2 separate regions of the Triticum aestivum genome follow, and region 1 is linked to region 2. Evidence: chromatin contacts called from public Hi-C data. All regions are on one chromosome and are shown on one strand. Each heading gives the region's core, a stretch centred on a gene start, on an enhancer-like site or on the middle of the called end of the contact. The rest is flanking DNA. Distances are from core to core; before and after follow the strand shown. Region 1 holds the start of LOC123152523 (beta-galactosidase 11). Region 2 has its middle 8.8 kb from the start of LOC123152511.

What was found. Hi-C and Micro-C count contacts between places; a contact is called where the count stands out from the background.
Region 1: a Hi-C map of leaf shows a contact between it and region 2, with 3 times the contacts expected there. The contact joins the promoter of LOC123152523 here to the enhancer-like site in region 2. A contact is called at or near these places in 2 of 5 Hi-C or Micro-C datasets (both in leaf).

What each region holds. Positions count from the first base shown.
Region 1 is chr7A:290,140,012-290,142,711 of IWGSC CS RefSeq v2.1, reverse strand. LOC123152523 (beta-galactosidase 11) reads right to left here and starts at 1,284. Exons shown (of 11, transcript XM_044572053.1): 1 at 975-1,284.
Region 2 is chr7A:289,895,175-289,897,874 of IWGSC CS RefSeq v2.1, reverse strand. No RefSeq gene overlaps it. Among protein-coding and RNA genes, the nearest start is that of LOC123152511, 8.8 kb to the right of the region's middle. Within about 2 kb of position 1,279, at least 3 of the 8 cell types and tissues checked have an H3K27ac peak or open chromatin away from gene starts, as enhancers often do. A contact at or near this core is called in leaf, where this site is marked.

The DNA.
Region 1 (2,700 bases), core at 35-2,534, 240 kb before region 2:
AAAAAAGAACTAACAAACAAAAAACTGTTGCATGATATAGAAAGAAAAAAGAGGAGATAATATGAACTGTGAACAAAAACTACTACAACCTGACAAGTTGTCTAACCTCCCTGATTGGATAAGTGATTTTTAGGCATTGTAGTTCAAAAATATGAACTGGAGTTTGCTGCAGTTGAACTTCATTTTGAACTATATCCATTGCAAGAAAGAACTAAACAAAAAACAGGCCCTCCCATCTTCGAGGCACATCGATCTTTCACAACTGGCGCGCAACCTAGCCGACCCGTCTCCTGGTAGATGTTGATTTCTTCAGGTGTGTTCAGAGAAACTAATTCAGGGGTGCTCTGATTTTTTACTGTTGGCCCCTGAAGAAAGTGACTTCGAACAAACCTGAATTGGAGGCACTACAATGCAAAACATGATCACCAGAACATACTGAAAAATTATAATAGCCAATACATAACAGGTAACGGGAAAAATTCAGGTCCGTTCGTTTTAATGTGAAAAAAACACACCAAAAATAATTGTGAACTTGCTCCCAAAACTCGGGCCTGAGAAGCAAAACCATCTCCATGATGAAGGAATTACTTAATAAGCTGAATAATGTACAGAACATGCTTAAAACTGAAATAATTTAGTACCAAAAAGTAGCTCTCATTCACTGAAGTGAAATAATCTAGTACCAAAAACAACGAGGCGGATTTGGGGATGAAATTTGGGGACAGAGTGACACACGCGCATAGGTGGCTGCAAAATATTCAGGATCGTTTCTGATGAAGCACTCCAAATCGCAGAGGTGAACTAAGCTATCACAAAACGTTCCTACCCAAAAACCAGCTAGCTGAACAACCCCTGCGACATGGCTCTATGCCCGGCGACCACGACGATGAACTGAGTCAAACACATAAAGAGGCAGATCACAGAGAACAACAAAAATTGGACAGAGCGAGGACAACAGGGAGACGGGAGTATACCTTGCGCCCCACCGGCTCCGGCGAATACTACATCACCCATCGACGGCGCTTGCTGGTGGCGAGCACGAAGGGGTAGCTACGGCCGAGCTCCTCTCCAGACCAACACCTCTCTTGCCTGCGGCCCTCCCTGTGAAGCACGCCTCCCGCGAACAAACCCCGCTTGTGGGGTGACTCGCCGGGCGCCGTCTTCGCCTGGCCGACCTGCCGCTAATCACCAGCGAGCGGCGAGGAGCTCCCCGTTCCCTCCGCCGCCTCGGCCAACCCCTTCCAATCCCTTCCCCAGCTAAGACAAAGGCCGCCGCCCGCGAACCCGAAAGCCCAACACAACACAAAAAAAAAGACCCGGTTCACGCGAGACTGAGGTCGTAAGACGCGCGGAGATGCGTGTGGATCGGACGGACAGAAAATGACCCAAGACGAATTCAAAAACAGACAACTGAAAAATAGTACTCCCTCTGTTCATTTTTGTAAGTTGTTTAAGACAACTGAAATTGAATTGTTTTAGATGCTGTATTAAATGTCTAAAAGGTCTTACAAAAGTGAACAGAGAGAGTAACAGTGTTTTTAAAATTTACTGGTCATTGTTTCCTTCTAAATTTTCTTCTCAGGAGAGGGTTTGTGCTGCATACATCATGTCTAAAATCCTTGGTGCCAAGATGAGGTGTTATTCTAATATGTTGGTTTAAGCTTTTAATTCAAACTCAAGTCTGGGATATATAGTTCACCGTGATCTTTTTTGGCTTTTTATATAATTAATCTGTATGCATGCATGTTACACTTGTGAGTAGGAGAGGAGAGGAAGACATGATATGCTATGTACTACTCCTTGTTTAATCCCATTGATTCGCTCGGTGTCCACTACCGTCCTATAAAAATGATCGATGAAACTTTTCGGTGAAATAAAAACAGATCCGCTCTCCCTTCTGGGCTTCTGGCCAAAGTGGAAAGACGAAGAATTCTTCTGGGATAGTGGCGCTTGTGCCTATTGTGTTTCTGGTGGGATGCCGAGGTAGTGGAAGTCGGAGCGCTCCCGACGGTGGATGTACGCCGAGGCGGCGGCCTCGGATGACCATGCAACGACGGGCCTATGGGGTAGGTCTGCTGCTTTGCTTCGCATGGGCGGCGACATGGTGCTGCGAGGGTAGTGAGTTCGTTGGCTCGGTCGACGCGATCTAAGGAGTCGGTCTGACTGGAAGTCAGGGCAGCGGCCCCGGATGTTTGGCACGGTGTTCGTGGTCTGCAGGCGGTCATCTCGGGTAGCAAGGGCTACAAGGCGCTTGAGTCGTGCGGCGTTGTGGCTTGCATGCGGGCGGGGATGTCGGAACGGCGGCTCCGGCGTTGGATTCGTGTGTTTGTTGCGATTGTAGCCTTGGGTCGTGTGGTCGGCGAGGCTTCGTCGCTTATGCGGCTGTTGGTTTGGTTTTCCGCATAAACGAGTCACTCTATTAGGTTTTTCGATCTGGTTTTTCTTATAAACTGGATTGTCTCTCTTCTTCTATAATGCAATGCCTGAGCTTCTGACCCTCTGACGAGGATTCGTAAAAAAAATAGTATCTTAAGTCCATAACTTTTTCACCGTCGTTCAACTTTCTTGCAAATTAAATTATGCAGGCTCACACTTTGTATTAACTTTCTCTGTAGCAATAGTTATATTTTCTTTGAAACGGGACGGTCGTTGCATGTATGAACACTGAAGTCTCTGAATATACTTACTGGCACTACACTG
Region 2 (2,700 bases), core at 30-2,529:
CTAATTTTGGAAGGATTTGAAGGAGATTTGGAGTCATTTTCTTGTACGGGAAGACCAGCTGCCTCATAAATAGATGAGAGATGACGGCTGATTAAACAACACATAATCGACAAATCAATGTATCATCTTTTACCTTTATTTTTATCTTCTCCCTTGTTTTCTTGTTCTCATTCTTCGTTCGTTCTTTTTGTTGCGGGACGGCGAACCTCGAGGCCCTAGGGGCAATCAGGTCGATCTAGGACAGCTCATAGCCGTTGTGCGCCTTGATGGGGTCTCTCCCAGGCGTGTGCGGTTTCGGGTCCACAAAAATGCCCGTCGGATTGCTTGCATATCGCGCTTTCGGACGGGTCTCCTTCGACGTGAGCTACGATGCATCACCCTTGGTGTTAGAGATACACGGTGACGTATTTGTGTGCGAACAAGATAGAGTTAGGGCAAGGCCAACGCGCCACCGTGGATAGCTGCTCCAGCTATCCACCTAGGCACGGATGGTCCAAAACAGTTCGACGTGTTGCCTGAAGATTAACACAGATGCCTGCAGAGGAGGCCGGCTCCTCCCTGACCAAAGAAAGTTGAGCATGTACTGGTATGGAGTAGGCATGCTTTCAATCCATGCGATGAAAAGAAATAGGAAGAGAAAGAAACCGTGGACCATAATGAGGCAGCTACTGCATTGAGTGTTTATTTCATAATACTACTGCTCAGCGTATTTTATCTAGGTGGAGAGGATGGGGCAATACCCTACGGGTGCTTCCATTGCTTGTGCCCTTATAGGTAGATCCTTTGAGTATTCTCAGGAAAAAAAAAAGAAACAAACACTATACTGATAGGCAACTGATGTATGTGTCTACTGTAAACACAGAAATGGACATGTCTGGCTCCACCAGAGTGTGTGTGCATCGATCCCATTCGTATCCAGTGGGGACGCCGAGGCAGACATACAGCGGCTTTACAACGATGGCAACCACACCAGCTACCAACCTGATACACCTCATCCGACCCCGTCACTGGATCACCTCCTTATCTTCTCCGGCTGTGCGCTACTACTACTACCGCCTACCGGCAATGCTTATCCCTGCCCCGTCACCGCCGTAAAGGCGCTTGCTTCCTTCCTTCCTTGAGCAAACTGCGTACAAAAATGACAGTTGATCTCACGCTTACTCAGGTACGTGCGCGAGAATATTCCGTGCTTAATTAGTTTGATAATCCGATACCGTATGAGGACGGAAATAAATGACGTGTAGAAGCTTGGCGGTTTGTGATGGGATCGGCCAATTTCGTGCTTGATGTCGTCGGCGATGGCGACGGTATAATGGTTATCATGTATTCAATCAGTGGGAGCTGAGATGGGTAATAACGACAGGCGCAACTGGACGAGCTGAATTAGGTAGGCTGCCTGTGGCTGGTGTTTGTTTTCCTTTCCGTTTCCTGTCGTCTTCTCCTTGCGGCGCGGGGCCCGGGTGACATGACGTGCATGGGAGTGGGTGATGGTTGGTTGGTTAGCTATAGCTGCTGACGTTGGGCCGGTGGCCTTGCTTCTTATCCATCTCATCTCTTTGGAGTTTCTTGGAATGGCAAAGCTGCCTCGACTAACTAGCAATAGCAAAGGCCTTCGATGGGTGGGTGTCTGCCGGTGCCGGATCATGCTTTCTGTGTTGCTTCTTTGGAAAAAACACACAATTCTAGTTTGTTAAACAAACGACAACTAGGTGGTTGCTACGTAGCCTTCTCATAGCAACTTCAATACGTCGATCCAAACAGACGTACGTTTTGTCCATTTTTTGTCCATTTGAATCGACTCGTTCGTCTCTTTTGCATTTGGGTTGATCGTGCGCCCAACGCATGGACGCATTCGTTCTCACGGCCGGCCTGCATCTATTTTTTAACCTTTTTTTTACAAACATACACAATTTTGGCCCTAGTTCACATAAACTAAAATACAAATATATCATACTTTCACAACCAAAAAAATATCTCATAGTTTAGAAGACAAATCAAATTTAAATTGTCTCATATACATTTTAAAATAAGATAGCCGATAAATATATTGGTTGCCAACGTGAGCCCACATATGCTCAATCAAATCATCTTGCAACTGAATGTGAGTTTGCCAATCATGCATTTAATGATAAAATTTGGTGAACTGTGCATTCGTTGCCATTCCTTCATGCTTAGGCACAACATTTTCATTCTGAAATTGAAACCCTTTGTCATAGATATGTTTCCGACACTCATCCTCTACGATCATATTATGCATGATCACGAAGTAGTCATCACCTCCCACAATTTTTTGGTACTCCAAGTTCTAGGAGGATACCGAACGATGCCTCATCGAGATTGAAGAACATCAAAGGCATGCTCCACATCCTTCCTAGCACTCTCTTCCTCTTGGGCAAATCTCTTCTCTCCTGCAGGGTTGGAGATTGTCTTCACAAGAGTAGTCCACTAAGGATACATGCCGTCAGCTAGGTAGTATCCTTTGTTGTAGTGGTGGTCATTGATCTCAACATTGACCTCCGGGCAGCTGCTTTCTGCAAGCCTAGCAAACACCGAAGAGCGTTACAGCACGTTGATATCATTGTGAGACCCGGTCACTAGTAGAAAACAGGGCTTTGGTCACAGCACAATATACACATTAGTCCCGGTTTCATTACGAACTGCTAAAGGCATTAGTCCCGGTTCAAACGGGCTCTTTAGTCC